6 separate regions of the Mus musculus genome follow, and regions 1, 2, 3, 5 and 6 are each linked to region 4. The links are chromatin contacts, called in public HiCAR-type, HiChIP or PLAC-seq and promoter capture Hi-C maps. All regions are on one chromosome and are shown on one strand. Each heading gives the region's core, a stretch centred on a gene start, on an enhancer-like site or on the middle of the called end of the contact. The rest is flanking DNA. Distances are from core to core; before and after follow the strand shown. Region 1 overlaps Dennd1a (DENN/MADD domain containing 1A). Region 2 overlaps Dennd1a (DENN/MADD domain containing 1A). Region 3 holds the start of Crb2 (crumbs family member 2). Region 4 holds the start of Dennd1a (DENN/MADD domain containing 1A). Region 5 overlaps Dennd1a (DENN/MADD domain containing 1A). Region 6 overlaps Dennd1a (DENN/MADD domain containing 1A).

What was found. Promoter capture Hi-C pulls out the DNA fragments that hold promoters and counts their contacts. HiCAR-type assays count read pairs that join an accessible place to other places. HiChIP or PLAC-seq counts read pairs in DNA pulled down with a chosen protein or histone mark.
Region 1: a contact with region 4 is called in a promoter capture Hi-C map of hippocampal neurons, with 5 times the contacts expected there. The contact joins the enhancer-like site here to the promoter of Dennd1a in region 4. A contact is called at or near these places in 1 of 39 promoter capture datasets (hippocampal neurons), 7 of 115 datasets of contacts at active chromatin or transcription factors (embryonic basal ganglia, embryonic forebrain, embryonic hindbrain and 4 more) and 3 of 9 other capture datasets (adipose tissue, liver and pancreatic islet).
Region 2: a contact with region 4 is called in an H3K4me3 HiChIP or PLAC-seq map of embryonic limb bud, with 3 times the contacts expected there. The contact joins the enhancer-like site here to the promoter of Dennd1a in region 4. A contact is called at or near these places in 3 of 39 promoter capture datasets (the 3T3-L1 cell line, hippocampal neurons and liver), 1 of 484 Hi-C or Micro-C datasets (the HPC-7 cell line), 9 of 115 datasets of contacts at active chromatin or transcription factors (embryonic forebrain, embryonic limb bud, embryonic midbrain and 4 more) and 2 of 9 other capture datasets (adipose tissue and embryonic stem cells).
Region 3: an H3K27ac HiChIP or PLAC-seq map of extraembryonic endoderm stem cells shows a contact between it and region 4, with 10 times the contacts expected there. The contact joins the promoter of Crb2 here to the promoter of Dennd1a in region 4. A contact is called at or near these places in 1 of 39 promoter capture datasets (the C10 cell line) and 1 of 115 datasets of contacts at active chromatin or transcription factors (extraembryonic endoderm stem cells).
Region 5: an H3K4me3 HiChIP or PLAC-seq map of embryonic forebrain shows a contact between it and region 4, with 3 times the contacts expected there. The contact joins the enhancer-like site here to the promoter of Dennd1a in region 4. A contact is called at or near these places in 1 of 39 promoter capture datasets (hippocampal neurons), 3 of 115 datasets of contacts at active chromatin or transcription factors (embryonic forebrain, embryonic limb bud and trophoblast stem cells) and 2 of 9 other capture datasets (adipose tissue and liver).
Region 6: a contact with region 4 is called in a HiCAR-type map of astrocytes, with 4 times the contacts expected there. The contact joins the enhancer-like site here to the promoter of Dennd1a in region 4. A contact is called at or near these places in 1 of 39 promoter capture datasets (hippocampal neurons), 1 of 484 Hi-C or Micro-C datasets (the HPC-7 cell line), 10 of 115 datasets of contacts at active chromatin or transcription factors (astrocytes, craniofacial prominence, embryonic basal ganglia and 5 more) and 3 of 9 other capture datasets (adipose tissue, embryonic stem cells and pancreatic islet).

What each region holds. Positions count from the first base shown.
Region 1 is chr2:37,904,579-37,907,794 of GRCm38.p6, reverse strand. All of the region lies in intron 13 of Dennd1a (DENN/MADD domain containing 1A), which reads left to right. Among named protein-coding and RNA genes, the nearest start is that of Crb2, 130 kb to the right of the region's middle. Within about 2 kb of position 1,259, at least 11 of the 459 cell types and tissues checked have an H3K27ac peak or open chromatin away from gene starts, as enhancers often do. A contact at or near this core is called in hippocampal neurons, where this site is marked.
Region 2 is chr2:37,983,861-37,987,132 of GRCm38.p6, reverse strand. All of the region lies in intron 10 of Dennd1a (DENN/MADD domain containing 1A), which reads left to right. Among named protein-coding and RNA genes, the nearest start is that of Crb2, 210 kb to the right of the region's middle. Within about 2 kb of position 1,267, at least 20 of the 459 cell types and tissues checked have an H3K27ac peak or open chromatin away from gene starts, as enhancers often do. A contact at or near this core is called in embryonic limb bud and forebrain, where this site is marked.
Region 3 is chr2:37,774,674-37,777,886 of GRCm38.p6, reverse strand. It overlaps Crb2 (crumbs family member 2), which reads right to left and starts at 1,638. Exons shown (of 13, transcript NM_001163566.1): 1 at 1,441-1,638. The coding sequence starts at 1,546.
Region 4 is chr2:38,285,991-38,289,035 of GRCm38.p6, reverse strand. Dennd1a (DENN/MADD domain containing 1A) reads left to right here and starts at 1,652. Exons shown (of 23, transcript NM_001362973.1): 1 at 1,652-1,923. The coding sequence starts at 1,907.
Region 5 is chr2:37,828,244-37,831,601 of GRCm38.p6, reverse strand. All of the region lies in intron 19 of Dennd1a (DENN/MADD domain containing 1A), which reads left to right. Among named protein-coding and RNA genes, the nearest start is that of Crb2, 54 kb to the right of the region's middle. Within about 2 kb of position 1,476, at least 24 of the 459 cell types and tissues checked have an H3K27ac peak or open chromatin away from gene starts, as enhancers often do. A contact at or near this core is called in embryonic forebrain, where this site is marked.
Region 6 is chr2:37,963,123-37,966,208 of GRCm38.p6, reverse strand. All of the region lies in intron 11 of Dennd1a (DENN/MADD domain containing 1A), which reads left to right. Among named protein-coding and RNA genes, the nearest start is that of Crb2, 190 kb to the right of the region's middle. Within about 2 kb of position 1,463, at least 35 of the 459 cell types and tissues checked have an H3K27ac peak or open chromatin away from gene starts, as enhancers often do. A contact at or near this core is called in astrocytes, forebrain and hippocampal neurons, where this site is marked.

The DNA.
Region 1 (3,216 bases), core at 10-2,509, 380 kb after region 4:
AGCTCATAATGATTATAGTGTGGGTATCAGAGCCAAGTTAGACACTAAAGCCCTTTTACCACAAGGCTGCCTTCCATGAGTTTACTTGAAAGTGAATATTCCATATGCATTTGAAAACTTGCCTGTCAGTGTTCCAGGAAGCGTGGTAGCCAGTGTAAGCTTTTCTTCCTATTCCTGGGGTATTTGTAAAGTTAATTTGAACCTACAGTGTGCTTCCCCCAAAGCTCAGGGTGGCATGTAGGCAGTAGGGCCTATATCTCTTTTAGCCATTCCAGGGGATAGGGAAGGCTTGACCTACATTAGGGCAGGAGAATCATATTGAATTTTTTTCTTTATTTTCTGCTTTTTTAAAAAATGTTTGTATAATAAAGGGTGGAAGGTGAACAAACTGGCCTGTTCTCATCGAGATAAGAACACTAGCAACAAGGTCCTTTCTTTAATTCTTAATAGTACACTTTAACCAGTCCGAGGCATTGATTCAAACTAGTTTTATTGAATGGAAGAGGGACAGAGAAATGTACAGAGGTTTCTGTTGCATTGCTGTGAGCAGTCTTGACACAGCCAGTGGTGGTCATCAAATCAGTTCTTGACTAATTGTCAACACCTTGCTGCTAACACCATGAGCCTAATTCTGCCCTCCGGTCTTCCAGTCCACCCTGTCAGCCATACTACCTGGACTCAAGGAGGCTGTGTCACAGACTTCAAAGCCCCACCCTTTCCAGTGGCAACATGACCTTGTTTTCCTAGCAGTTCTTTGGGTGGCTTCTCCTGTGCCACTGACTGCTTTTCAGTCACATGACCATACCCTAGGCAGTCACTGGCAGTGGTCTCAGTCTCAGAGATGAGACCACTAGAACTGGCCCAGGAAATGAGACTGGAACACTTGTCCTTGAAGGAGAGGCCAGGGTTATATGAGTCTGTTAGAGACAGGCTAGAGTCTTGGGTAAGTTGTGATCCCAGGCGTGCACACACACAAACACAGACACAGACACACACACACACACACACACACACACACACACACACCCTGGAGCTTTCACTCCAGGGAAGCCAACAGTAGTGAAGGTGACAGGAGCATTCCGTTCTCAAAAGCAAGTCATCAGGCTTCTTTGGAGAGAAAGAAGGTCCCCAGGGCATTTCTGTGGCCTTCCTCTGTGTTCTCTGTGGGTCTGGGCACTCACTGTTCCTGTGAAGCATCACCATGGCCACTTTTCTCAGAAGGGGCCTACAGTGGGGTATCAACAGAGCCAGAGGGAGAGGCTAGAGGCACGCTGGATTCTGGATGTGGGGATGAGTAGGCAGGATCAACCTGATTAGCATTGTGCTGGGGTTGTTTTCCTAGCTGCAGCTTTTGGTTTTGAGGATGATATTTTGAGAACTGCTGTCTCCGTGGGAATATCTTGGTTATGTACAGCAGAGCTATCTCTGTGTCTACATTTTCTTGTTTAACACATGGCTGTCTTTATAATGAGTGCCTTCTTTATGTGGGGTTATCAGAGTAACTCTGAATCTATTTTACAACTAAATTAATGATATCCAGGAAACATTTATTTGGCTCCTTTTCTATTTATAATATTGTTACCAACTAATTGCCTTTGAATGTTCCTACTTACAGGGTCCTTTGTGCTAGTTAAAACCCATCCCACGTAGGTGAATCCCTAATGCCACTCAGGACTCTCCAGTCACTTGTGAAGTTTCTCTTCTTGTCATGATGACAGGAACAATCATAAGAATACATACCAGGGCAAAAGGCCAAGTTGAGACAGCATCTAAAAATAACAATGTGTATTATTGGGTTTATCTGATGATAAAAGTAATATATTTTCATTGTAAAACATTTGTGAAAGACAGAAAAGCGAAAAGAGGGGAAGATCACTCAGTGGCCAACCCCACCCCCAGGCAATCTGCATCAGGGTTAGCACATTTCTTTCCAAATCATTTTATGCCTTCTTATGTAATTAAACTTACATGGTCAATACAATACTTTTCTTCTTTTATATAGTCTTTATTGTACATTTTTCTCATACCCAAGACATTATCCTTACTCACCGATTATGATTCCTTTGTTGAATTTGGTTACCTGTTCCCCACTTAATATACATTTTCCTTTTTGCTGTTTCCTTACTCACATGAACACATGCAAATTTCGTTTTAACTCATTATTTTCATTCAATTTTTTTCTCATGCTGTTTGGCAAGTATCTGTTTTTCTACCATGAATATTGCCCTGTGTCCACTGATCTACTGTCCTCTTGATTTTATTTTGTTTCCTACTGTTTTAAATTCTTATTTACCTGGGTTTTTCCATATACTTTCCACATTAACTTTGTTCTTACAAGTGTATATAACAATTTTTTTAGACTCAGACATTTTTTTCTTAAATAGAAAAGTTCCATATATTGCAGTTCCAGATATTTTATTTTATTCATAAATTATAGTAAGTAAACATCTCTTTAAAATAGAATTTCACCATTTTTCTTTTCTTTTATCTATTTATTTAAAAATCCAAAGCTATGGGAGGATTGGAAACAACATATCGAATACCTATTTATTTTTCTTTTGTGATTCTTGATAACTAACATTTTGTATTCTCTTCCTAAATATGTAGATTCTATATCTTTTGTTTTCTTTCAGGTTTTTTTTTAACCAGTTGGTTGTATCTTACAGGAATTATGACACTTCACTCCTAGAATGACACTTCACTTCTAGACATTCCACTCTCTTAAGAATCGGGGCACATACTCTACTACAACCATAAGGCTATTTACACTCTCAGAAAATATTTTGTTGGTAAGAATAATGTCTGTTGTAAGTAATTAGTGCACAGTCTACATTCAGTCCTCCAAGTAGGATCCAAACTATCTTTCACAACAAACCTCTTTTTTAAAAAAAAAATATACCTGGGCTCAAGCTGGGCATGGTGGTATACACCCTTAATCTGAGCACTTGGAAAGCTGAGGCAGGTGGATTTTTGTGAGTTTTATACCATCACTACATAGTGAGTTCAGGCCAGCCAGACATACATAGTAGGACTCTGTCTCAAAAAATGGATGGATGGATGGATGGATGGATGGATGGATGGATGGATGGATGGATAGAAGGTAAATAAAATAAACTTAGGAAGGATCACATATTACATTTGCTTATGGTATCTTCTTAGCTTCCTTTATCCTGGAGCCAGCCCTCTTCCCTTCTGTTTTATTTTACCTTGGTTTAT
Region 2 (3,272 bases), core at 18-2,517, 300 kb after region 4:
TATGGCCCACTCTGCTGAGTGGAATATTATACAGCCTTTTAAATAACCATCACAGTGGTTGTAGATACAGAAAATGACAGTGTGCAAAATGAGAAACAATAAAATACATGCAGTTAATTTCAAAGATGTGAAACCATTAGTTTAGGTTAATATTAGAGAGGATGAGCCAAAAAAAAAAAAAAAGTAGATATATTAGATGACCTAATCATGGGTTGCCTCATATAATAAAAAGGCAAAGAAAAAGGTCTCCAAGAAAATGTATACATAGCTGTAATTACTGAGATAAATAGAGACTAGAAATTATGTTCAGAACATACCTAGAATTACCCACTTGTGTACTTGCCACGTTGAAATGTTAAGGAGGCGGCTTCCTTTTTCTTTTCTCTCTCACCCCCACTTAGAATTTGTAATTACATATTTGCAGAGAGAAAAAAATGTAGATTCTGGGAAGCATTTGAGGTGTTGGAAGCAAATGATAACAATAGACGAAGGTATTTGTCCAGATTTGCTTTCCTGCAAAGCACAGAACTGATCAGATTCGGAATGCACGTGCTTTAAATGTTGTCTAAATACAGATCGGGCAGGCGTAACAATGCTTGGCTGCAAAACTGCTTTTTTGGAAGAAGCTGTAATTATTCATCCCAACTGTGTCCGAAGAGTGAGACCTGCTCTGTCCCTTCTGGTATCTTTAAGTCATTTTCATAAGGCTCCCCCGATTCTGTCAGGCTAGCATGCAGACTAAAGTAGCATGGCATTAAAACCTACATATTCCAGTTTCTAGAGAATGTTTCCTCTTTAAAGAACAGCCTGTGGTTAAATTACACCCAGGGCTTTGGCTGTCGGGATTATTTTCACCTTTTTCTCACAGTTGTTTGACTTTCTCTGTTTGTTAACTCACTTGTTGGGATTTTGGTTCTGAAATTCTATTTGAAACACATGGTTACTGGTCAGTTATGTACTTAGATGTGAGAGCCGAGAAGTCAGTAAGATTTAGTTCAATATTGTGAGCTTGTGCTTTTCTCCCTGTGTCAGGCCATACTCTGGACACATTAATGAGTGGTCTTTTTTTTTTTTTTCTGGAATTTTGTGCTCTTCCTGCTTCCTTTCATTACATTAGGCAAGGCTCCACTAGATGAGACATTTGCAGTCTTAAGACTTCCTGCCGGGGTTCAGACTTTGTATTTTTGACATTGAAGCTGTCGTGTTCCTGAAGCTACTTAATTAGAAACACATTCATTTTGGTGTACACTGGAGAAAGCTCAGGCAGCAAAGCCAGGCACACTGGGAAGTTGGAGCATCTGTGTGGCTGGCAGCTAAGCTAATGGTTTACAGTTTCGGGGCAAAAATATCACAGGGCATTTCTTTGCCTCTTGAAGCAAAGAGAAGCTGCATGTGCCCCGCAGGTACCTGGAAGGGGGGAAAAAAGGATGGAAGAAGATGCTAGAAGAAAAGACAGCTCTGTTTCTTTCCACTGTAGTTTGTTTGTATAGTTTTTTTCTTTGGCTATTATCAAATACAAAGTCTAGAAGAATAGTTCTCAGACTGTGAAGCTAATGTTTAAGTCTGTCTTCCAGGCTCCTATGATACCTGATTGCTGAGATCTGTAGTAATAAGGACATTTTGTGTTCTGCTTGAAGAATTGTATTTGTTGAGTTGTAATGAGGGAATTGCAATGTGTGTTCTTTTTTTAGATTTTTGAGCAGTTTTTAAGCAAAAATGTAATGTCTAAGAAACTTAGTTGCCTCCCCACTGGTTTCGAGATGCAGCCTGAGTTCCTGGTTTGCAGTCACCTCCTGCCTCATTGTTTCCCCAGGTCTGCATTCAGGGGGGTATCCTTGTCCCTCCACTGTGACTTCCAAAGCTACCCCTGAGGGAAAGTACCTGGACAGCCCAATTGTCTTGACTCTAATTTCATTACAAACTAAGCCTGCTGGTGTTGTGTAGGATGTGTGACATACTTGAAAAGACAGCCAGAAAAGTTGCCAGTCATTTCTGTCCTCCCTGCTTCCTGCCCTTCCTCCTCTACTCCCAAGGAAGACAAGGCAACCTGGGGACCAAGTCAGAGCCAGCTGGGGCTTACTGCTTGCTTGACTTTGTGGCATTAGATAAATGGTTTTCCTTCTTTTAGTTAATTTTCTCCTTTGTAGAATGGAGATTATTGTGTGAGTAGGGAAAAGTGACTTCATATAACTACTATCACATTTAACACCAGAGGGAAACACCATAAATGAGTGTATGAGTGCAGCGGTAACTCTGGAATCTACGAAAGTGACCATGGTGATGTCTCCTAGTAACTGGGAATACTGAGCCAGAACTGGCCGTCTTCTATAACCAGGCAAGGCTCCTAGTAGTAGAACTGGGACATCAACACAGAAGTAAAACCTTTAACCTATAATCTGTCCTGTCTACAAGTTGTCCTGGAGCAATGGTGGTGCAGAACTTGTGGGATTGGCCTGCCCATGACTGGTACAACTTGAGGCCCACTCCAGGAGAGGGAGCCTATGACTGACACTGTTTGGATGGCCAGGAACCAAAGGCAGGACAGCCCAGAGACCCAGGATAGAACTAAACACTACCGGGTTGGGAAAAAAAAATCAATGAAATGATACCTAATGATATTCTCGCAGATCGGTGCCTAGCCTAATTGTCATCAGAGGGACGTCATCCAGCAACTCATGGGAGCGATGCAGAGACCCACACACAGCCAAGCATTAGGCAGAGCCAGGGGAACCCTGCAGAAGATGGAGAGGAAGGATTAATTGTTAGAGCCAGAGTGGCTGAGGAGGGTACCATGAGAACACAAGACACTGAATCAACTAACCAGAGCTCATAGGGTCTTACAGAAACTGAAGGGACAAGCAGGGTCTCTGGATGGGTCTGAGCTAGGTCCTCTACATGCACCTTAAAGTTATATGGCTTGGAATTCTTGTGGGACTCCCAACAATGAGAGTTGGGGGTGTATTTTGACTCTTTTACTTGCTTTTTGGACCCTTTTCCTCCTACTGGGTTGCCTCATTCAGCCATGATATGAGGGTTCATGCTCGGTTTTATTGCAGTTCTGTCTGTTAGGCCATGTTCAGTGGATATACTTGGGAAGCCCGATCTGTTTGTCCTTCCCCTCCCCTCTTCCCCCTTCTTCCCCCTTCCCCCTTCTTCCCCCTTCCCCCTTCCCGCTCCCACTCCCGCTTCCACTTTGCCTGCCTGCCTGCCTGCCTGCCTGCCTGCCTTCCTTCCTTCCTTCCTAGAAGAGAAACAAGAATTGATCTGGGGGG
Region 3 (3,213 bases), core at 389-2,888, 510 kb after region 4:
AGCCTGTTGGAGTTCTGGGGAAATATACACCACTGTTTGCCAATCTCACAGACCATATGTGTGTAAGTGCATATAAGTCAATGCAGGCCTGCTGGTGTGTACCTAGTGGGTGAATGCAGCCATGTGCTATGTATATGATGATACACAGTAGGTTCATTAGCAAGTTCACCAGTGAGCTCACAGGGGAGACCTGGCATGTGCCTGTGGACACCTGTCCTGTTGTAGTATGTACCCTAGTCCCTGCCACACATCTGTGCAGCTGCCATGGGCATCTGTGTACTGCATGTGGAACAGATCCAAAGTGCACAGCCCAGAACCTCACGCCCTAATGTACAGACAGCCTGGAGTTGCCTGGTTTCTCCACCCTCATTTGCCTCAGGTACCAGCTTCTTCTAGGTCCCTTCCCTCCTCAACCTTCATTTGGTTTCCTCCCTAAAACAGGTCCTCGCTGTACCCAGGGTCCTCATCCTCCCCCTTTCCACAGAGAAGAGGCAATAACGGCTTTGTAGGCAGGCAGGGGGAATGCCACTGGTGGGGTTCACCTATTGCAGGGGAAGCCGGGCCCTCCCTACTGCCCTCGTAACTATAGTGACCAAGCCAAAGCGTCCTCCAGACCCCCCAGTAGGAATTCCAGGCTCAGTGTTGAATGCACTTGGACAAAGCCAATGTACTGGCTGCCTGGGCTGGCTTCAGGGAGCCCTTCCAGCATAGTTGAGGAATGCCAGAAACCTGCTGCAGGGACACACACGTATGATCCCGAATCCCTAGCCATTCCAAAGACCCGGAACAGCTCTACCGGTTGCCCCTCAAGTGCTGGCAGAGGACCCATAGAAGGGAGCAATGAGGGCAAGCTCTCCCCTAACCCTGGTTCTCTTCCCCCTCCCCTATCTTAATCTAGCCCCACCCACACCCACACCTCCCGTTGCCAGGAAAGGCCAGTTGAACATGCCGGACAACTTACAGCTAGTTCAGCGAGGACACAACTCTCAACAATCAATCCCCTCAAACAGAACGTCCACCCACCGGGCAACTTTACATGTCACCTGCATCCCAGGTCAACACGTGACTCCGGCAGACTCTATGGAGATTGCCTGAGTTTGCTGAAACTTCTCCAATTCACGCATTTCCATCTATCCCGGCACGCTTTCCCTAAGTGGCTCCTCACACCAAGATTCCCAGCTTTTCCCTCAACACACTACGCCACACCACACCAGCTCTCCCAGACTGGCTTCTACAGACCACACCAGCCCTCATCCTCCTGGCCCCACCGCATAGACTCCTCAGTCTGAAGCCTCCAGAACACTCCGAGCTCTCCAAGTGAGTCCCAAGACACCCGCACTGTCCCCACACTGTCTAGGGCCCGGGACACTCTTGCCTCTAGCATCACCATTCTCTCAGGCCAGCCCAGCCACGCTCACCCCCAGGCCCAGCCACACTCACCAGCCGGGACCCAAGGCAGCAGCAGCAGCAGCAGCAGTAGCAGTAGCAGCAACAGGGGGTAAATATCTCGTCTAGGGCCCCAAATCCTAGGCCCCACCAGCGCCATGGCAGCCGGCTCTGCCTGCCTGCCTGCCTGCCTGCCTGCGGGAACCCTCTGCTCGGCGGGCTCCGCGCCCCTGCGTCCCTCCAACCAGCACTGACGAGGTGGACAGAGGCCCGGCCCCTCCTCCAGCCCTCCCCCTCCGCCCCGCCTCCCACTGCTCCTCCCCGGACAGGATCCTCCCGGAGGGTCTGACCCACCGCTCCTCACAAACACCAGCCCCTTCGGAGGCCTCAGCTCCATCCAGGCAAGGCCCTGGGCCTGACCCTGGGTCTCAGTGCACAAGCCCTCTTGCCAGGCGGTCCAGTCCATGGGGCCAGCCAAGATTCCTGGGGCTTGTCCGACTACCCCGCAGTTTCAGGCCTGCCTTGCTTGAGCTCAGAAGCGCTCCCATCCGTCCTCACTTAACCTGCCCCTTCCACACCTGAGATAACAAGGCTCCTCCCCTCCTATCACAGGGGCTCCTGTCCTCGCTGCCCACTAGGTCCTACCCAGCCACACAGATCCTGTTCTTGTGACTATCAGTAAGGTAGTAACTGGGCCCCAGAGCACGTGCCCCCTGACTCCCTTCTATCCTTCCCACCCCCTCACCAGCCAAACGGAGCCCTTTCGTCTCCCCATTTGCCCTTGATCTTTGTCTCTGGTGTTTGCAACTTTAGAAATGTCCCTGCTGTCCAAGGCGGACCTTTCCGCTGAGTGGCTGCTCTACCGAAAATAGTGCTCCGATGCTGTTCCCACCCTTCTTCCTGAAAAGTCCTTCTCTTTGTCTAACCTCACAGTCACATGTTGCACTGGGTGGAGCCAGGAGTTCTCATCATCTCAAAACACACTGGCACATAAAAAAGCATCTCTTCTTCCATGGCCTGCTGCCCCAAGTGGGGCAGCATCTTATTTTAAAGGGAACTACCTTCTTGAAATGAGCCCCTGGCAGATGACAATGTCTGGCCCAGGTCAGTGATGGTGGATTCTGTCCCTGAAGGCTCTGGACTCTGCTGTGTCTGGCAAAGTAGCAATTGGGGGCTATGGCATGTCCTTGGAGAAACATCAGGTGAGACAATGAGCATCACAGGGTATCGGTAGCCAGCCAGAGGGCTGCTGGTTCCCCTGGGTCCCCAGAGCTCAGGAAGAGACTGAAACCATAGGCCTGGCTAACCAGCCCTGTAGCCTCTCCAGAATTAGAGGCCTGCCCTGTTTTCTGGGACACCCACTCCAGTTGTCTCTTGACCTGGAACTCCCATCGCTAATCTTGAGGAAGTCATGCTCCACTCTTGGGGGAGCACAGCTAAACATATAGGCACCTAACATGCCTGAATGACACGGAGTTTACTCGCTCTCAGTCTATTGTGTCTGTCATCTGTAAAATAGGAGTAACAGCTCCAGCCTCGTGAGACTTTACAGGGCAGTTGTGCTTTGCTCCAGGAATATGAATGGCGCCAAGAATATTAAATAGCAGGACCCTGGGGGGTAGCTACAGGGATGGGAGACAGGGGAGTGGGCTGTGAAGAGGAGCCAGGCAACAGACAGGGACTGGTTCACCCAGGAGCCCACCCCCAAGCACTAATCCCGAAGCTGCCACCTGGTGGTCCTTTGAAGAATGCAGTGGACAGAGCGCGCCTGGAGCTTGGATTGTCATAGGAGGTCAAGGAATTCAGGGATACATCTGAGAGCATGGA
Region 4 (3,045 bases), core at 403-2,902:
TGTGGTGGTGCATGCCTTTCAGGCCAGCAGCACTCAAGAAATAGAGGCAGGCATGTCTCTGTGTTTGTCTGAGCCAACCTAGGCTGGGTAACTGGATAGTGTCGCAAAAACAAAACAAAACAAACAAAACAAAAACAAAAACAAAAAACCCCCCAACTCAACCCAACCCAACCCAACCAAACAAAACCAAAAACCCCCAAACAAACACAAAAACATCCCAAAATAAAAAACAATGTAGGGTTTAATTTGGCTCACAGTTTGAGGGTACAGTACAGTTTAACATGGTAGAAGGAGAAGACATGGCAGCAGAAAAGTGAGGCTGCTAGTCACAATGACTGAATCCAGTCAGAAAGCACAGAGAGAGATGAATGCTGCCTTCCCCGTTCATTTAAGCCAGCCCATGGAAGAGGCCACCCTCCTGAATTAAACTAATCTGGAAACTCCCTCAGATATTTCCAGAATTTTCTCACCTAGGTGATTGGTTATAGAATCTGGTCCTCACAGCAAAATAGCCACCATCTTCACATCAGCTGTGCCTGCTTGCAGAAGGTCATCAGGAGCAGGCCTGTTGGCTGTTAACAGTTTCTCAGAGGGGACTCCACCCGGTTCTCCCAGCCATTTGTATGCAATCTACTCTAATTGCACATTCCTCTGGGCCCAGGGAGGTGCTGTAGTACACAGATTGTAGTAGTTTATAGGAGGTTAACTAAAGAAAACTGTATATATGTCTACAGGAAGCTTTCGGTCATAGAAGGGTAGGTTTTTGTTTTTGTTTTTCAAGACAGGGTTTCACTGTGTAGCCCTGGCTCTCTTGGAACTAGTTCTGTAGACCAGGCTGGCCTCAAATTCACAGAGATCCACTAGCCTCCCCTACTCAAATGCTGGGATTAAAGAGTCTTGGGGGGAGGGGGGCGGGAACACGGACAACGACGACGATGATGGTGTGCACTTTCCAGTGCAGCTGCTTTGGAGTCACCCACACTCCTGTAAGCAACCCCCACTCATGCTTTCTAAGAAAGTCCAATAAAGTCATTGGTTCCACAGGTTAAACATTTGGACTAACTCACCCTCAGCACCTGGCATGCAGTTCTATGATACCCCATTTCCTGGGATGGGCCGGCTTTTCTCCCAAGCTCCTACTTATGGAGGTATTAAAAAAACAAAACCAAAAACAAAACCAAAAAAACAAACAAAAAAACCAACTCTTTAAAGCTAAACATCCATGGTCTGTGAACTTCAGTTTTCAAATTCGGGAAACCAGAACCCTGAAGCCTGACTCAGTGAAACTGGAGTCATTGTGAGTTCCTGAGAGGGGAGGACAACTGTTTCCTCCAATTCAGACACCCCCCTCCCCGAATTTTAGCCTGTCAAAAATTCTCCACTTGAGGAGTGGACGAAGGCTTCTTTAGTGGCCTCTGGGGACACGATGGAAGTTCCTTCAGGTCGCTTTGGGTGGATTCTGATGAAAAGCAGTGGGACAAAGGTCCCTAGGTCTCTTCTCAGAGAAGCCACAGACCTTTCGGGTAGACCACTGTCCTGCTGCGCGCTTCCCGCCCCCCGGGGCCACCCTCACGCGAGTGGACTACACTTCCCAGCAGCCCCCGCGGTCAGCGGCGCGGGCGGGAGGGGGCGGCGGTGTGAGAGACGGAGGGGGCGGCGCGCGCCGGGTACGCGCGCGGGCGACCATGGCGCTCGCCCGGCTGGAGCGAGTACTTTAACCCCGGGAGGCGACAGCAGCTGCGGCGGCCGGGGAGCGAGCCTCGAGCGGGCGGGCCCCTGCCTGAGGGAAGGGAGGAAGGGGCGGGGAGAGCTCCTGAGGGAGGCCTGTCGGCCGCGGGCGGGCGGGCAGTGCAGTGCAGCGCAGCACCGAGCGGGGCCCGCGGGTCCATGAGGAGGCCCCGGGACCATGGGCTCCAGGATCAAGTGAGTGCGGCCGGGCGGAGCCGGGCGCGGGGGAGGCGAGGCTGGGCTAGAGCTGCAGGCCGTGGGCCGCGCTTGGGGGACTTGTTGCCCAGACCGGAGGGGCGCCCCGCGTGGAGGCGTCAAGCGGGGAGGGGGACGGTTGCCATGGTGATGCGGGAAGGCTCGGGGACGGGGTGCGTGTGGGGTGGAGGGGCGCGGATGATCAGATGCCCCCTCCTCACCTGAGGGCGGGAACTGCTGACGCGGTGGCTCCCTAGGCGGGATGTACAGAGCCCCAGAAAACTGTCAGACTGCTGCTGGGAGAGGGGAGGTCTCCGGAAGCAAGTCTTCATAAGGGTGTGTTTGGGGGCGACCCCGAGAGTTGGCAGGTCCTGAGAGGTTGCAGCCTGTCTGCGTGAGGCCTGTAATCATTCCAGAAGTGGTGTGAGGTTCTTAGAGGGAGGGGGCTTCTGGGACATTTAAGGCCTGGATGGCCTGCCTGCACAGGAAGGCGCTTTGCCTTTGCTGACTCTTCCTCTTATCTGAGTCTGCACACAAGCCAGGGCCAAAGGCTATGAAGGAAGACACCTTTAGCTGTCACTGAGCACCTGATTTTGAAAAGGTTTTGCAATCCAGTCAGGCACATTCCCTTACTCCTTCTTCATTTGCTTGGAGCCCCTGGTTGAGGCTTCGTTTTCTCGTGAAAATGCTGATACTTGTAACTTAAGTACCCACCGAAACATTAGAAGTTGTCTTTGGGAATTACAACTTTTCTGTGGTCCAATTTGGGTGTTGTTGCCTTGGTCTCTATCTCCCCTCCCAGCTAAGACCAATTCTGGCCACTCCCTTCCTCAGCCCTAGGACTCAGATGCTTACTCTCTTTCTCTCTCTCTCTCTAATCATTAGCAAATGCTCACTTTTTCTCTATGACTAATAGAATTGCTTAAGGACATTGAAAAACAAAGTTGACAGCATAGGCTTTTCTGGAAAACAGCATTCATAAGACACCATAAACCCTCTTATAGGAAAGTCCGTGGAATGTGATTATTTCAGCATTTTGAGAATTGTACTAGGGAAGTTTGAAAGAGGAAGGGCCTCAAGGGCAAAAAATCTAATAATTATTCAAACATTGCATCGCATGTC
Region 5 (3,358 bases), core at 227-2,726, 460 kb after region 4:
TGTACTGTTGTTACCATAGGCAGGTCTATACCAGAAACCAGAAGTTGCTATGTGAACCCCTAACCCCACCACCACCGAAGACTGCCTCTCTTAGGGAAGAGAAGCAAGATGTACTGCTCTTAGGGGTGGGAAGAATGGAGAGCACTCAGGGAGAGCAGCTCTGAGGGTAGCAATATTCCATCAGGTGGGTGAGTGAGGGCTGATGTAGGACCAGTGTATGTTGAGGACATAGGCACATGCGAGATAGAGCAGCTGCTCTGAAGGATGGCAAACGTGAGCCACTGTGATATGGGCTAAGAGGTGAGGCCATGGGGATAAGGCCTGGGTCCTGACAGCTTGCTGAGCATAGGGGTATTTTTTTTTTCCAATTTTTCAAACAAGTTTTATTCCCATACAATCCTGAGACTTTACTTTTGCTTAAGATATACACAGGGAACATGATTCTTTAATGTGAACAATAACTTATGTCCTGGCTCCACCCCTTGGGTGGCTTCATGACTGGGTAATAGTGCCTCTAGCCTTAGCGTCTCTGTAGTGTTCCTGGCTGCTGTGAGCACAGGGATTTGATCAGTTCTCTTGGGCTGGGAAGTGAGAGATTATGGAGTTTTCTTATCTGTACCAATGCAAAATTAGGTGGAAGCTTTTGTTTTTATTTCCTATTGCTGTACTGTTTGGAGTGGACACTATTCCAGAGATGATAAATGAGTCTTGCTTTTGCTGAGCTGGCTCTGGCCCTTAATATACTGAACAAACTCTCACCAAGCAGGGCACAGACCTAGAGAAATGCAGGCAGCTTTTCAGACAGGCCTTCCCGTGGGGTTGAGGAGACTTCACGGTACATAGAGCTCCAGGATGTCAGGGAGCAACATCATGGGGGTTGGGAAAGCTGTGCCCTGGGCTCACAGAGCGTATGTCACCATCTGCCTTCCACTGCTCTGTGTGTGTTGTGTATCATGGAAAGTGTGTGCACTCGTGGGCATACCTGGGCTTGAATTGTGTCTGTGCCACCTGTTAGCTGTGAAGCTTGGTCTAGATGAGTCACTGAGCCTCATTGCCTTATCGTTTCTGCCTTTTTAAGCAAGGTTGCCTTCTCTGTAGCATTCTCGAGACCAGTTATCTGCTTAGCACCTAGCATGGACCTGGTGCACAGCATGTGCCAAGAGCCAGCAGCCCCTCCTGGTATCGAGGAACATCTGGAGGTCTTTCCTCTCACCTCACCACCAGTGAGACTCCTGGACAATGTCACCCAGGCACCCTCGATGGTGTCCCAGATGGCCATCAAGTGGAGGGAGCAGAAAGGCACCTGCCTCCTGCTTCTGTTTGGGTGAAGAATAGTACAGTCAGCAGAGCCCCCTGCCCCTGCCCAGCCACCAGCCGCATCTGGTACCCGACCTCCAACAGCCAATGGGATGCCACCTATTCAGGCCCTGCACCTGCACCAACTAAAAACAAAGGGCTCCCCTCCCCCTGGCCCTCGCCTGGGCCTCCTCCCTCCCCTGCCACTGTCCCCCAAGCTGGCTGGGTCACCCAGCCACCATGCAGTCTTCCCTCCCAGCTGCTTGGCTGCTTTTGTTCAGCATGTGAACTTCCCCGTCAGTGGAGCTCCTTGCACGGGAAGTAATCAGGAATCTTGACAAGGCTTCAAACCACAAATGCCACTACAAATTAACCAGCACCACTACAAAATACTACTCCTGTCAACATTGGAAAGAGTGCAGGGCTATTCAGAGCAGCCTGAGAGGCTTTCAGCACAGCACGCACGCGTGGAAGGCAGGGTATGGCAGAGAGCCCTCTCGAGACCACTTGCCCAGACCCTCTCTGCAAGTGCTGTACCTATCCTTCAGGACCACCTTCAGTCCCAGATGCCCTCTCATCCCTCGCACAGGTGGCACCTCAAGACAGCAAGCAGTGGGTATATGAAAACCACCCTGTAGGCAACAAACAGGCAAAGGCTGACGTGCATGCCAGGTGTCTGTCTTCCATTATGCTGTGAGGGAAGATGAGAGACTTCTGTTTCCCTGCCTATACAATAGGACCCTGGCAGAGCCTTTATCCCAGGCTGTTCAGCACCCCTGGCATGTTCTGGGTACCCCTAGCCCTTCAAGGGAGCTCCTAACCCCCTACTTCTCCTCTGCAGAGAGCCCCTTCCTACCATGTTGTGTGAGTGAACTCTCAGCAAGCAGATGGCCACTTTATCCTCAGCCATGAGGTCAGGGTCCTTCCTGTTCAGCATTTTTGCAAGACTATCCACCACACAAAAGCTTGTTACCTCTGCAAATGCTTTGGGTCCAAGAATCCCCCACTTCTTTCTCATGTCCTGCTGAGCCACTCAGGTCCAGAACACATCACCGGGGCCTGGTATGCTCCAGCTGGCCTGGCTGAAACTCTGAAGCAGAGACACGCATTTGATCCTCCCCAGCAAGCAGGATCAGCTCAGTCATGGCTGTGTAAAGAGAACTGGAAATAATGACAGGAGTTGGGGGACAGAAGAGAGCCATGCCTCTGAGAGCTGGTTGGGCATTTCAAAGGAAACACTCCACAAAAATATCACTTCAATACACTCCCCTTTGGAGGCATATCAAAAGAAGCCCTCTTTTATTTCCATACCTTGCATAATAGCAGATTTCCAGTCCCAAAGAGTAGCAGAGCCTTGCTCCTGGCCCAGAGACCCTTTGTAAAGCCATAGAAAGCTTTGTCTTCCCCTCCCAACAGGGTCTGCTTCACACACAGGTCAGAGTATTGATGTGAATACTAGCCAGGAAAATTAACCAGGTGAACTCTTCCCTCGTTAAATAGCAACAGAGTATAATTGTGAATTCTTTCACGCCTGCTCTGTTCCCAGCACATTCCCAGGACAAACTGAGAAGCCCAGGCCCCATCCAGCTTCCCCTCAGCCTCTTCGGTGGAGCCAATGGGGTCTGTAGAGGAGAAATGATGCAGATCACGAATGGCACAGAAATGATTGAGGTCATCTTTAGGACCATCCTTGGAGACCAGTTCTCACAGGCAACTGCCCTGTTAGTCATGCCCACCTTTTCTGTCAGAGGTTCCTCCCAGGGAAAGTTGTTTCTTCTCCCTCTCCCTTGCATACCCCAAGCTTGGTATACCCAGTCCTTGGGTTTGTCTTCTTTGACCTCAGTGACTACCCCACCTCCTAACTAACATTTCATATCCTTTTGCATCCGTTTTTTTCTCCACAGTGAAATGTGACTTTTACCTCATAAGGACATTAAAGGGTTAGTCCTAGAATGGTCATCCATTAAGGATGGAGGGATTTCATATGCATTCCTAAACACCCCCTATCCCAATGTAGACATCATAAAACTCCCCCTCCACAAGCAGCCAATAATTGTCTTAA
Region 6 (3,086 bases), core at 214-2,713, 320 kb after region 4:
TAGGTCCTAATAACAGCACTATGCAGCAGGCTCTCAGAGTCCCTGAGCCCAGAGTCATCAAGTTCTGGAAATCATGCAAACTCTTTACCAGACATCAGCATCTCTAAATACCACTATGAGTTTCTTTCTTTCCTTTTTTTTAAAAAAAAAAAAAAAAAAAAAACACAAAACACTAAATTCACTTTTCTTTCTTTTTTTTTTTTTAAAGATTTATTTTTATTATATGTAAATACACTGTAGCTGTCTTCAGACACTCCAGAAGAGAGCATCAAATTTTGTTACAGATGGATGTGAGCCACCATGTGGTTGCTGGGATTTGAACTCAGGATCTTTGGAAGAGCAGTCAGCCCTCTTATCTGCTGAGCCATCTCACCAACCCCACAATGAGTTTCTTAATCAGGGTTTCTGTTGCTGCAACAAAACACTATGACTAAAAAGTAAGTTGAAGAAGGGAGGGTCTCTTCAGCTTACACTTCTAGATCATAGTCTACTATTAAAGAAAGTCAGAACAGGTACTCAAGCAAGTCGGAACCTGGAGGCAGGAGCTGATGCTGAAGCTGTGGAAGGGTGCTGCTTACTGGCTTGTTTTTATGGCTTACTCAGCCTGCTTTCTTATGACACTCAGGATGACCAGCCCAGCAGTGGTGCCACCCACAATGGACTGGGCCCTCCCCCATCAATCACTAAATAAGAAAATGCCTTAAACAGGCTTGCCTGCCTGATCTTATGAAGAGCATTTCATTTGTTTGTTTTGGTTCGGTTTGATTCGGTTTCTGTTTTTGTTGTTGTTGTTGTTGTTTTGTTTTGTTTTTTGTTTTTTGAGACAGGGTTTTTTGTATGTCCTGGAACTAGCACTGTAGCCCAGGCTGGCATCAAACTCACAGAAATCCACCTGTCTCTGCTTCCTGGGTGCTGGGATTAAATGCAGTCACTACCACCACCATCACCCAACATGAAGGCATTACTTAATTAAGGTTCCCTCCCTATCCAGTGACTCTGGCTTGTGTTGAATTGACATAAAATTAAACAGCACAATGAGCATACAGCTAGTATTGTCCTGTTCTCTTTTCCTAACTGGGAACCTGGAAGATTTGTAATGTTCTGTCTAGTACAGTGCTAAAGGTGACTCTGAGAAAACTGGTGTCCTCTTGGCTACTCGTGAGCTTCTCATGTGCTGTAAGTTGTCCCTTGCCTGGCCCAAAGAAAGGGGTCAAGCTAAGACTGTGACAAAAGTACACAGGAAAGACATCTTAATATTTTAATGAATAATATGATGGAGTGCTGCTGTTTTTGTGTTTCTAGATTTTAAAAAAATGTCATTTGGACAATGTACATCAATGTTATTTGAGGGTTTTTGTTGTTGTTGCTTTTTCCCCCTTCTTCCCATTCTGAGGAGAAGCCTATGGAGTCTGGTGGGGGAAGGGTTTGCAGCTGGCAGGAGCCTTGGCATATGCTGTAACTAAAAAGAGAGGGAATGTGTTGGTGGGACAAGCTACCGGAGAGCTGTCTCGGTGTGCTGCGGTACTCGTAAGTGTTCTAATTGGGAAGAATTTTTGGAGGACTATTTTGACATCTGCTCATGTCTTTGCTGATTTTTCTTCACTTAGAGTAGGAAACACAAGCTGTGGATAAAATGGCTTTAAAATAATTAGAAGAAAAGATATCTCTCCAAGTTGAATTCACCAGGGACACTTCTTAAGGAATGGGAACTAAAATCCACTTCTAGGAATCTGTCCTGAAACACAGAACTTCCAGCCTTCAGACTTTATGACCATGTGATATATATTAATGTCTTAAACACTTGAGGTAATTTTCAGCCAAGTGGCCTTGGTTGAGTTTGCTTCCATGTAGCAGAACACTCTGGAGCAATTAGTAACTGTCACTTAGCTTTTAATGAAGTGGAGTATTGCTTATGCTGTAATCAACATGAAAAACCAAGGGGGGCGTGGGGGGGGGGGGCGACGCAGTGCAAAGGATTTAGAGCAGAGGTAGAAAGAAGAAACGCAAAAGGGAATAGTTTAGAGTGATGGCTCCAAATGGTAAGCTCCGGCTTTCTGTAGAGGAAGCATATGTAATTTTTATATTACAAAAGGCAAGTCTGGTTTCGCACAACAGAAAGCAGGCCCAGAGAATCAGCTGTGACTGCCCACATGTAAAGGTGCTCAGTATGAATCCTGGGATTCTGGATCCATGAATCTGCTCTCTTCAGAAAAGTGTTAGAGTTAGACTAACCACAACCAGGACTGCTATCCTCCCTAGCTATGTGGCATTAGGCAGTTTGCTTTGTCTCTGAGCCTCCACCTTTGCCTTGAAGATAATAGGCTCTTGCCAGCATGATGTTGAAGAGAAGTGAGCTAACACACTCAGGAACCATCCTTCTCCACCAACACTCGCAACCACAGCCTTTCAGGAGAGAGCATCCTCTAGCCAAGATGCCTGTGATTCTTTCCTTGGGAACTATGAGCTTCAGGAAGCCCCTTGAGCCCATGCCAGCCCCTTTAGAAGAGGCCTTGCCACCGGCAGGGCAGCATTGTCCCATGAGAGGAAACTGCCGACCCAGCTCCTGCCTGGAGCCCAGTGCTGGAGACAATTCGGTTACTAAGGGGACCCTGGCCTGCTAAGTCAAGAAAGGAGGCCAGGGTTTTTCCTCTTCTTCAGCCTGCAGCCATTGTTGAAAAAGTAAACACTCCACACAGCTTAACCGGCAAGTCCTCCAGCCAGGAGTGGAAGGAAATCAAAAGCCTGTTCCAGCCCAGCCTCATAGAGCCTACAAGGGCTGATCTGTGCTGCTGAGGCAGCTCTGGGAACACAGAGAGAAGGCCCAATTCTGACCCACTCTCAACACCCACTCACAGAACCTTTAAGCCCAGGACTGCTCTCCAGTGGCCATTGCCTCCTGCCCCTTCTGTTTGGAGCTATTGGGAGGGTCAGATGAGGCAAGGCAAGAGATACTGGGGTATAGTGGTCCTCAGTTCAGTACCTGCAGCCTGGTGTCCCTCATCTATGCTCTCTGATCCTACCTCTGATGATAATCATCAGCCTTTGAAGTAAGAGCCAAGATGTTGCTTCCAATAGGCTACAGCTCT